Linked DNA regions of Strix aluco: region 1 is linked to region 2. Evidence: chromatin contacts called from public Hi-C data. All regions are on one chromosome and are shown on one strand. Each heading gives the region's core, a stretch centred on a gene start, on an enhancer-like site or on the middle of the called end of the contact. The rest is flanking DNA. Distances are from core to core; before and after follow the strand shown.

The links. Hi-C and Micro-C count contacts between places; a contact is called where the count stands out from the background.
Region 1: a Hi-C map of heart shows a contact between it and region 2, with 6 times the contacts expected there. The contact joins the promoter of HNRNPD here to the promoter of SEC31A in region 2. A contact is called at or near these places in 2 of 2 Hi-C or Micro-C datasets (brain and heart).

The regions. Positions count from the first base shown.
Region 1 is chr4:85,516,996-85,521,870 of bStrAlu1.hap1, forward strand. HNRNPD (heterogeneous nuclear ribonucleoprotein D) reads left to right here and starts at 3,260. Exons shown (of 8, transcript XM_074823928.1): 1 at 3,260-4,242. HNRNPDL (heterogeneous nuclear ribonucleoprotein D like) reads left to right here. Exons shown (of 9, transcript XR_012623236.1): 4 at 44-175; 5 at 294-408; 6 at 1,246-1,413; 7 at 1,620-1,717; 8 at 2,100-2,203; 9 at 2,898-3,160.
Region 2 is chr4:85,380,337-85,385,502 of bStrAlu1.hap1, forward strand. SEC31A (SEC31 homolog A, COPII coat complex component) reads left to right here and starts at 2,334. Exons shown (of 30, transcript XM_074823915.1): 1 at 2,334-2,560; 2 at 2,891-3,123; 3 at 3,761-3,843; 4 at 4,543-4,666. The coding sequence starts at 3,765. It overlaps THAP9 (THAP domain containing 9), which reads right to left and starts at 2,030. Exons shown (of 5, transcript XM_074823901.1): 1 at 1,908-2,030; 2 at 1,642-1,815; 3 at 1,246-1,534; 4 at 441-591. The coding sequence starts at 559.

The sequences.
Region 1 (4,875 bases), core at 2,010-4,509, 140 kb after region 2:
ATTGCTTACGGATTTCATGCATTATAGTTACTTTTGATTTCAGATTGAAAACATTGAGCTTCCCATGGACACAAAGACGAATGAAAGGAGGGGCTTCTGTTTTATCACTTACACAGATGAAGAGCCAGTAAAGAAGTTATTAGAGAGCAGATACCATCAAATTGGTTCAGGCAAGGTATGGAGGCTCTTGTTCTTGGCATGTGAAATAGACTATTTCTGTAGACTTCTGTGAAAGCAACTCAGAAAATGGTCTTGAAATTTTGGCGAGTTAACAATTCTCTCTCTCTTTACAGTGTGAGATCAAAGTAGCACAGCCGAAAGAGGTATACAGGCAACAGCAGCAGCAGCAGAAAGGAGGAAAAAACAATGCAGCTGGTGGACGAGGAGGCGGAAGGGGGCGTGGACGGGGTGAGTGTTTTGGATGTTGAAATTAATCTAAACGCTTAAGTGTCTGTACCAAACACTGAGGTCTTGGTTGATACTCTCAAGTTTTGAGCTGTGTGCAAATCTCATGTTTAAATTGAACATGGAAAGTAGCCTGTTAGTAAATGGTATTTTGGTGGTTGTGACTGCTTGTGGAAGCTTCAGAATCTCTGCTTGCATTCAAGTGGTGAAGTGGCAAGCTGGGTGTAGGGTGCTTCTGTATACCCACAGCTGACAGCATAGCTACATGTATAGGGCAGTTAATCTTCCACGTGAAGGGATACACTGCTATTTGGCTCGTGGTTGAGAAGCCACAAGCTGCTCACTGAAGAGGAAGACAGTCACTTTGCTACACCTTGCAAATAGATGAAAAGCAGGCAGCTGTCGTGTTACAGGTTAATGCATCTCAGTCTTAAAGTCAAGCAGTCAGAACCAACACAAAGCAGTAAAACTGATCCTGTGCTGTAACTTGGTTTTCAGACAATTAATGATCCAAAATGGAAGTTAAAGGAAAACAGCAGGAGCTGCTGTAGTGCATGCCTTCAGTGTTGTGTTTTGTTTTTCCTGACTGTTTTATGACCAGAACTACCTGCTATCTTTCTCTAACATTGTTGTGGGTAATAGGATCTTATGACTCATATCCAAATGAGATTCCTCAGTTGTTTTTAGACTATTATTTTTCTTAGATTCTTGGGAAGGTAAGAGGATTCTTCCAGGTAATAGTTCTGGCATAGAAAAATTGCTGTAGAAAGTTAGATCAAGTGGCACAGGAGAGGAGTGAAATAATGTTCTGTAACTTATAAATGCTCTACTTGGTTTCAGGTCAGGGACAAAACTGGAATCAAGGATTTAATAACTACTATGATCAAGGATACGGAAACTACAATAGTGCTTACAGTGATCAAAGCTACAGTGGCTATGGAGGATATGACTACTCTGGGTACAACTATCCCAATTACGGATATGGGCCAGGATACACAGATTACAGTGGTAAGTGGTTTTGATCTCATTCCAGATAAGAATAGCATGCATCTTTAAACAGGGGATGCCCTTAGTAACTTGTTCTGTAACACCTCTTACTCCTAATACACGGCTCTAAAGAGTAGTCCTGTTGGTGTACTGTATGGGAACAATCTCCTTCAGAGTGTTGGATGTTAATGCTTTTGCTTTTTCCCCCCACCCTGTGTTATCTGCAGGTCAACAAAGCACATATGGAAAGGCATCCCGTGGTGGCGGCAATCACCAAAACAACTACCAGCCGTACTAAAGCAGTACCTAGTACTTGAGGAAACAGGTGTGTACATGAGTGCAAGGTCCACTCTGAGTATGTCTAATCTAATTTAAAGATCAATAGACAAATGAAGAGTAAAAACTTGTGTAGCATGACTTTTCCTTTAATTAAGCTTTTGTTAACTTAAAAAAATACTTTTTTTTAAAACCAGCTTTGCCTACAGTGTCTATAGATCTTTAACTTTGTAAAAATGTGACTTTATCTTCTTTAGTACTTCAGAAAAACATAAGAGTTTTTCTGTTTTGCGTTGTGTACCAGGTGGTCTAGAGGAATAATTAAACTTATTAGAAGTATTAACAGGTAAAGTACTGAAATGGGTACAACTTAAGGAAAACAAGAATGTTGTCTTCTAACTCTGACATTATACCTTGTTTGTACCCGCCAGCGGGAACTTCATTGCAGGCCGTGTGTCACCCTGACCACGTCTATCTCTGGGGTCGCACGTTGCAGGCAGAGCGCAAGGCATACACCAGAAAACGCTGTCCTGTGGTATGGTCTCTTCCAACTTCATGTACCAGCGTAAAGATTAAAGTGGAAAACTTCAGACTTTGGCTTCTTTTTTTTAATCTTTTTGGAGATTAAGTGTCTTAACTTAAATGGTTTTTTACAGGAGTTAAAGTACATAAATGCCTTTACAGCTTAATCATTTGGTCTTCTGTTTAGTGTTGTATTTCAATTGTGGAACCTCATTTTAAGTGTGCATTCTTTAAGATTTAATGCTTGCTTTTTTCTTTTTATAGCTAATAGTGAAATCTGCAAACCAAAACGAACTTTTAAATCTGGAAAAACATTAAAGATCATACGCATGTGGACTGTTTGAACTAAATCAACCTGCCTTGTGTTTGCACAGCAGTCATTTAAATGGGATAAATAATCAGAAACCCTTTTGGCAGTGTTTCCAGTGGGGGAAAAAAACTGATCCAGAGCCTGATTAATAGTCTAAATTGGATGTGTGTTGTGTTCTGGAGCAGCTTCCTAAATGGGCTGAATGGATATATTTGGGAAGTCAAAATTACTGATGGGTAACAAAACCTCTTGTGTTACCTTCATAAATATGCATATGATCTTTAACAGTGAAGAAAGGAATATATAGAAGACTTAAAGCAGTTCATGAAAATGGACCTTTTAACGATTCTTGTAGTAACTTGCACAGACCTGACATATATTTTGTCTTGATTTTTAGGTAGAGATACTGCAACAAAGCCATCTTGCAGCGCATCGTGAATGGTGGTCTTCATGAGAGGAAATGGCTATTTTGTAAAAGACTTTTAGTGTATGACACAACTGTGTCCAACTGTACATAGCGGCTGACTAGTTTTCTTTTATGGTTTTTACTTTTTCTTTTTGCCATTCATGTTATGAGACAATGTGGACTTGTGTTTATACAAAATTTATTTGTATAATTTCATGTTAAAGGATTCTCTAATAAATGCTTACTTAAGTGAATGTGTAGTCCTGCTGTTTGCTGTCAGTTCAGCGGTATAACTATACTTTTACTTGTATAGAAGGGCAGGTACCTTTCTGGAGATCATAAATGACTCAAGACAAGGTTGCTGCGTATGCAGGTCAGTACAACGCCCTCCTCCTGACCTGTCCTAAGAGCACACTATAGTGCCTTGAGTTAACAGCACTGTGGAAGATGACAAAGTCTGCAGAAAAGAGGAGGGGGGTGTGTGTGTGTGGCACAATACCCATTTCCTGCATCTCAAGGGAGGGACCTAAAACTACAGCAGCACTGTTTTAATGCTGATAGCAGTGTTTGAGGGGTTGGAGGGTGAGATCTATATTGCATTTCTAGGTTTTTTCAAGCATGTAGGTTCTAGAATACTCAAGGCTATAACTTAACTACTTCCCTAGAGCAATTGCTCCCCATCTATTCCAATTCCAAGCAGGAGATTACAAGTTCCTGAACTTCAGGGTCAGCACCTAGTTTCTGTACAAGTTGGGATCTATTCCTTCAAGTTGGATTCTGTGCTGGACAACTGAATCAGAAAACAGCTTTCCCATGTTGTGTATACTGATAAGCAATGTAACAAAAATGTGAACAAATGATTGTTGAAGGGAAACTAACCAGCAGGTTGTCTCCTGAAGAGAACAGTTGCAGTGGGTAAGTGGACATACACATTCTGTCTGAGGCCAAAAGACTTAAGTTTGTTGGGTTTTTTTCTCAGCACAAGTATCTAGATGTGCATCTGAAATAAACCTGGCTTGTTAGAAAAGTGAAATGTGGGGAGCTACTTCACAGGGGAGATGCCTTGCAAACTTGAAGGGAGTAGTCTGGGTAGGGGTTTCTCTGAAAGTTTCCAAAGTGTAATTTTGGTGTTTATTTCTCTCTCAGGCAGCTGGGTATTTTATTTTGTTCTCCTGTTGTACAGGAGTGCTACATGCCAAAACTGCTATGGGTTAAGCAGTTCCTAGACCTGGAGAGGTTCCTGTCACCTTAGCAATTAGGTTGGATGAGAGAAGACTCTGACATCGCTGGCTACAAACTAAAGAGACCGGTGCCTGGCCGTGGAGAAGCTGCAGCGGTATGTATGTGACTTTATTCCCAACTTTTCCAAGTGCAGCCGGATGCAGGAGCCAGTAGTGAGCAGTGCCTCCAGATGGCTGTGAGCACAGTAAAGCCACTAGGACAGGGCTTTGCTGTTGCACTTTTTTGTTAATATACAAAAACTCACTTGTTTAAAAGTCAAGTTTTACTTCAATCTGTAGAAATTTGTTTTAAATTTAAAAGCGGCTTTTTTTTTTTTTTTGGTGAAAGCTTTCTGTCGGCACTCTCAGGCCCCGGATGCTCCGGGCGGTGGGCACAGGGTGTGAGGTACCTGCGGCCACCCGCCAGCCCCCCCGCCAGCGCTGCGGCCCCGGGCCCCGACCGGCGGGAGCAGGCAGCGGGGCGCGCCCCGCCGCGCGGCCTCCCCGGGCAGCCGAGTCACATGACCGTGCCCGCCGCCCTCCTTCCGTCCGCCATTTTAGGTTGGGTCGGTGGCGGCGCCATTAAAACAAGCGAGCGCAGGGAGGGGAGGGCTCGGTGCGTTTGTGCCGTCGCCGGGGCCGGGGCCTCGGCGGGGTAAGCGGCAGCGGGACCAGCTGCAGCGGCGCCATGTCGGAGCAGCAGTTCGCCATAGACTCGGCGGCGGCGGGCGCCGGAGGCAGCTCGGCGG
Region 2 (5,166 bases), core at 1,084-3,583:
TGCCCGCCCTTCCACTATTTGTCTCATCCCTCCCCTCTCACAAGTCTATGCTGCACACAGGGCAAGACCATGTGCCAGGAGGTTAAAGCACCTCTGCTTTTTTATATTCCCCCTGCCTCTCCAGCAAACAGTAAAACACAGCAACTGAGGCCCTGAAATGTAGCTTTTTTCAAAAAAAGATGGCAGTACTTGGCAAACTCCACACTCACTCTAAAATTGTTACTGTGAGGAATGTGTTATTCTTATGCTGTGACCCACATATACCAGCTCTCTGAGATGAGGGGTAACAATATTTCTTGACATTTGCTTCCCACTCTGCTTCCGTTACTAAAACAAAGCAGGGAGAAACTACTAACGCTGAACGTTTTCAGGACATACGTTACACCGATTTTTACATGAGTACTTAAAAATACATTCAAAATGAATGAATAAAAACTTGCTTTGTCAGGCTGTAAGGATGAGGGAGGGGAAAAATCTTCTGTAGATAATCATAGGCCTTAACATGGTAGAGGTGTAGAATACAAGCAAATTGCTTCATTTCTGGTGAATATTCTGTCATCTGCCTCCACCTGTGCAAGTCGCAAGGCAAATCTGCTTAAAAAAAAAAAAGTAGGTCAGTTCAGTGAAGCAAATAAATAGGTGATACCAGAGGGATGCAGAATACAAGACAGCAGTGTGGGCTCTGGAATCACAGTCCTGAGTTGCATAAAGCGTACAGCTCAGCAATACTATCACTGTTCAACACTATCCTCTTTTCCTATCTGATGTTATTCCACAGTTTTGAGTAAAGACTGTGTTTTAGATGGGGGTTCTGCTTAAAAATTGACATGACAGGAGAGAAGCCATTAACTTATGGTTGACCCTGCAATTTGAAATGGCTTCTTCGGGTTCTATTACTCATGTGAACAGAGCTTGCTTCTGGACAGCACAAAAGACAAGGGGAATATTTTCTTGAGTCCTCTATCAGCTGAAGGGTGGCACGGTTTGGTTCAACAGCCTTGGTTACAGGTCTGACCTGAGCACCATAACCAGCCTCAAGGAATTGAGTTTTTTCAAGGAGATTTTAATTCTTTTCCGAATTGGCTGCTGTGTCCCAGAGCTTCAAATCACACGGCCTCCACGCTCCAGCCCCAGACCTAGGAATGAGGGGTTCTGTGTACCGTGAAGTCAAACAAGTACCTAAAACGGGGTGGGGGAAGCACGCACCCCGAAGCGCTCTGCCTTAGCAACCGCCCCCAGCAGTACCTGAGAACTGGGCCTGCAGCAAACTCACGGTTTCCTCAGAAAGCTGCTGCTTGTCCGCCAGCTCCCGGAGGACGGTCGTCACCGTTCTGGGCCGGGGGGCGGCGGGGGAGCACGGCCCGGCCGCGGGGAGCTGCTGCTGCTGCGCGGCCTCCGGCACCGGCCGCGCCTCGCCGCCCGCCGCCCGCTGTCCCCTCAGGCTGTAGTTGTGGTCCCCGGCGGGGGCGCTGGCGAGGGGCTGCTTCAACGCCCGGCCGGGGGGGCCGCTCCTCCGGCCGGCGCCCAGCGGCTCCTGGCGGGGAAGAGAGAAGGGGAGGCGGGGGGCAGCCGGTCACCGCACACCGGCGCGGCCCGGCCGAGGGGGGGGTCGGGCGGAGCGAGGGTGATCCCCGCACGCACCGGGGGGGAGAAGCGGGAGGGCACGGCCCCCCGGCGCAGCTTCCGCCGCAGCCCGTAGCGCTCGAAGTCGGTCTCGGCGAAGTGCCGCGAGCAGAGGATGGCCCCGGGGCCCGGCCGCCACGCCCGGCGGCTCCGCGGGTCTACGCGGTTCACGGCGCGGATCCACTCGCGGCGCTGCACGGCGTCCACCGGGAACCTGCGGAGAGAAGGGAGTGGGAGGCGGGAGCGGGAGGCGCGGGCGGGGTGCGGGGGCCGGCCGCACTCACTGGTGGAAGGAAATACCACGCTCCCGGCTCCGCCCGTTGTCGCGAGCGGTGCAGCCCAGGGCCGAGCAGCTCCGCGTCATGGCCGCCCCGCCGCCGCGGCCCGCCGCGACGCCCCGCCCCGGAACTGCGCCCGCCCATTGGCTACCACCGCCCGCTCGCTTCCTCCTTTCCCATTGGCTCGCGAGCTGCCACTCCCGGGCCTTCCCGTTGGGAACTGCTTCCCCATTGGGCGCGGCGGCCGCCCATGGCCTTGAGGCAGTGCTGCACTTCCGCCTCGGCTGACGTAAGCAGAGAAGCGTGGCCGGAACGGGCAGGGAACCCAGCCAACCGCTAGCAGGGATGAGGGGAGAAGCAGCCAATGACAAGCGGCGATCCTCGCAGCCAATGGGAGCAGCGCTCCCAGCCTGTACCTATGGGGGGGTGGGGCGGGTAGCCAGGGTTGTCTTTCCCGCCGCGCCGTGAGGGGTATCTGCAGCGGCCCAGGGGTGTCCGGTGGCGGGGCCGCTGCTCGCCCGCAGCCTCGTCCGGGCGGGAGCCGCAGCCGCACCATGGGGCTGGGGCAGCGCCCGCCGCAGGCGCAGCGTCTGCCCGCTGCTGAGCGGCAGCGGAGTCTGGCGGCGGGAGGCGGTAGCGGTGGGGCTGTGCTCTGAGAGGTGGGTGGGTGGGGGGAGCCGCGTCCTGAAGCGCCCCCCGAGCCGGGCTGTGGAAGCCGTCGGGCCGCGGCGGCTGAGCCCTTTAGCTCCCGCGTGTGGGTGCCCGCACACCCCGCCCCGCCGCCGCTCGTGGGTCTGGCCGCTGTCCGATGATGAGCCTCACTGCTGTTCACATCATGATGGCGCCGTGATTACTGCCGTTGAGCTGAGGAGGACAGGCGGCACCAGACACCCCACACACCCCCCCCGCCGCCTTGCCGGCGCTTTCTCCCCGTTCCCCTAAACCCCAGCGGGGCGGCCGCCCCTAATGCCTGTTTCCCTCTTCCCTAGGGCCGATCGCTGCTCCTGCCCCGAGAAACCCCGAGGAGACCCCGAAGGAGGAGGACGCTGCCCCACCACTTCCCCCCACTCGTGGCCCGCCCCCCCCTCGCTTCCCGCGCAGGGAAAGGTGGAGCCCCGCTCCCCGCCGCCCGGAAGACGCGGGGCGCGCCCGGAAACCGGCGGCGAGCGGGAGGCGGGGACGCGGCTGCCACGTTGGAACGGGACGGGACGGGGACGCGGCGGTGAGGTGCGGGGGGAGCGAGGGAAACCGTCGTTTAACACCTTTTTTCCTTCAGTTCCTGTCGGAAACAGGGCGTAGGCGCTGGTTGACGAGGCGACCGGCGGGCGCTGGCCGCGCACGGTGTTTCCGAGGCGGGGGGAGCCCCAGGGTGTTGAAAAAAAGACCCAGAAAGGAGACGGTGGAGGCTCGTGAACCGTTTTCCGTTCTCTGATCTGGCTGGTTGCGGAGGGTATTTGGCGGCAGGGGTCTAACGAGGGTTTTCTCGAGGATGGGTTTGTTTTATGGGTTAAGACTGGAAGCTGCCGTAGGGTGCCCGATGTGTGCCGCGATGCAGCTAGAAGACGATTTTTCAGAGCAGTTGAAGCTTTGCTCACGTTGTCCTGTTTTATGGTCTGTTCAGCAGCTATCAGTTTCCTCTAAGTGTCAATGTTATTCTGCCAACAGAGAATTATTCCTTCTCTTCCCCCTGGGTCTGCTCTGGAAAGGATGGCTTAGGTGTCTGTCCATCTGTGGGACTTCTTTAGGAAAACGATCCCCCTGGCAGCTTTTGCCAAGTCCTAATGCAGCTGCTGTATCCGTGGCAGCGCAGTCTCCCCGTGCTCCATTTAAGCATTAGCTTTCTTGGTTTTATTTTTTAGCAAAATGAAGCTGAAGGAAGTTGATCGTACTGCCATGCAGACCTGGAGCCCTGCCCAGCAGCACCCCATTTACCTGGCCACAGGTGAGTTTCTGGGAAGCATGTGCTAGCAGGCCTCAGGCTGTGTGTGGTGGCTGCCGTGAAGCAGTCATAATTTTGGACTGCCCAGGGCATGGGTGGAGTCCCCATCCCTGGAGGGGTTGAAGAGTCGGGTTGACCCAGCGCTGAGGGATCTGGTGGAGTTGGGAACGGTCAGTGTGAGGTTCATGGTTGGACTGGATGATCTTCAAGGTCTTTTCCAGCCTAGATGATTCTGTGATTCTGTGAAAGTTGTAGGAGTTATTTCCTGTTCTGAAGGCTGGAGCGGGGTATATGGTGTAGTCCCTTTGGTGGAGATCTCCAGTTGTGCTGTGCGTGCAAACACACTTTGCGTTCTGCAGGTGACAGCAAGCATCCTCTTTCTGCTGGGGTAGAGTGACAGCAATCCTAACCACTGGTTCACTTTCCCTTGCTGCTTGTTTGTAACTTTGATCACTTTCTGAGCATTGTCAGGGAGAGTGGCGCTTGCCCGAAGCTTTTCCTGTTCATCTTGGTTAAGAAACCCCCAAAGGGGGAATCACGGGGAGGAGAATTACATAGAAATACATCTAAATAACAGAAACCTGACCCTGTCTCGGGGTCCTTTTTGCAAGGATGATGTTTTTATGCCCCTCCTTGTGCTGCTTTTGCAGTTGCTCTTCTGTATGTCGTGGCTTTCTCACTGCCAGGCATGCTTCTTCGCAGGTACATCAGCTCAGCAGCTGGATGCAACCTTCAGTACAAGTGCTTCTCTAGAAATATTTGAGTTGGACTTATCAGACCCTTCGCTGAATATGAAGTCTAGCGCCACCTTCTCCTCCTCTCACAGGTAAGCAGTGAGGTTGTAAGGGAAAAGTAACGGCTGTGGAAGTGTTGCACGTGGTGTGTGTGGAAAGGCCACTTCGTGAGGTTTATCTGCAGTTGTTAAGGAGAGGAGCAGAAATTCAGCACTGAAGGATGAAGGCGCAAGTGCCAGTGATGTTGTGGGACAGTGAGGTGTCATTGTGAAGGCAATGAGCTTGGACTCCAAGGAGTCGCAAGCAGCTCATGCTCTGACATAAACCTAAAAAATCTGTCATTGGCTGGTAGGTTTGAATATGCATGCAGACAATTTATCTTGGGGAGCTTCTGGAATTCTCCAGACAACAGAAGGAAATGTGAAATTTTGAAAATGCGAGTCAGCTTTTCACATTACCCCGTCCTGTTTGCATTTAGGTGTTTCAGGGAGAGTCCTGCAACAGAGCTAAACTGGGTCATGTTGTGTGTGTAGTATCATACCTCACCCCGCAGCTGGGAAGCCCAGTTCTGGACTGTACAACTCTGTTTAAT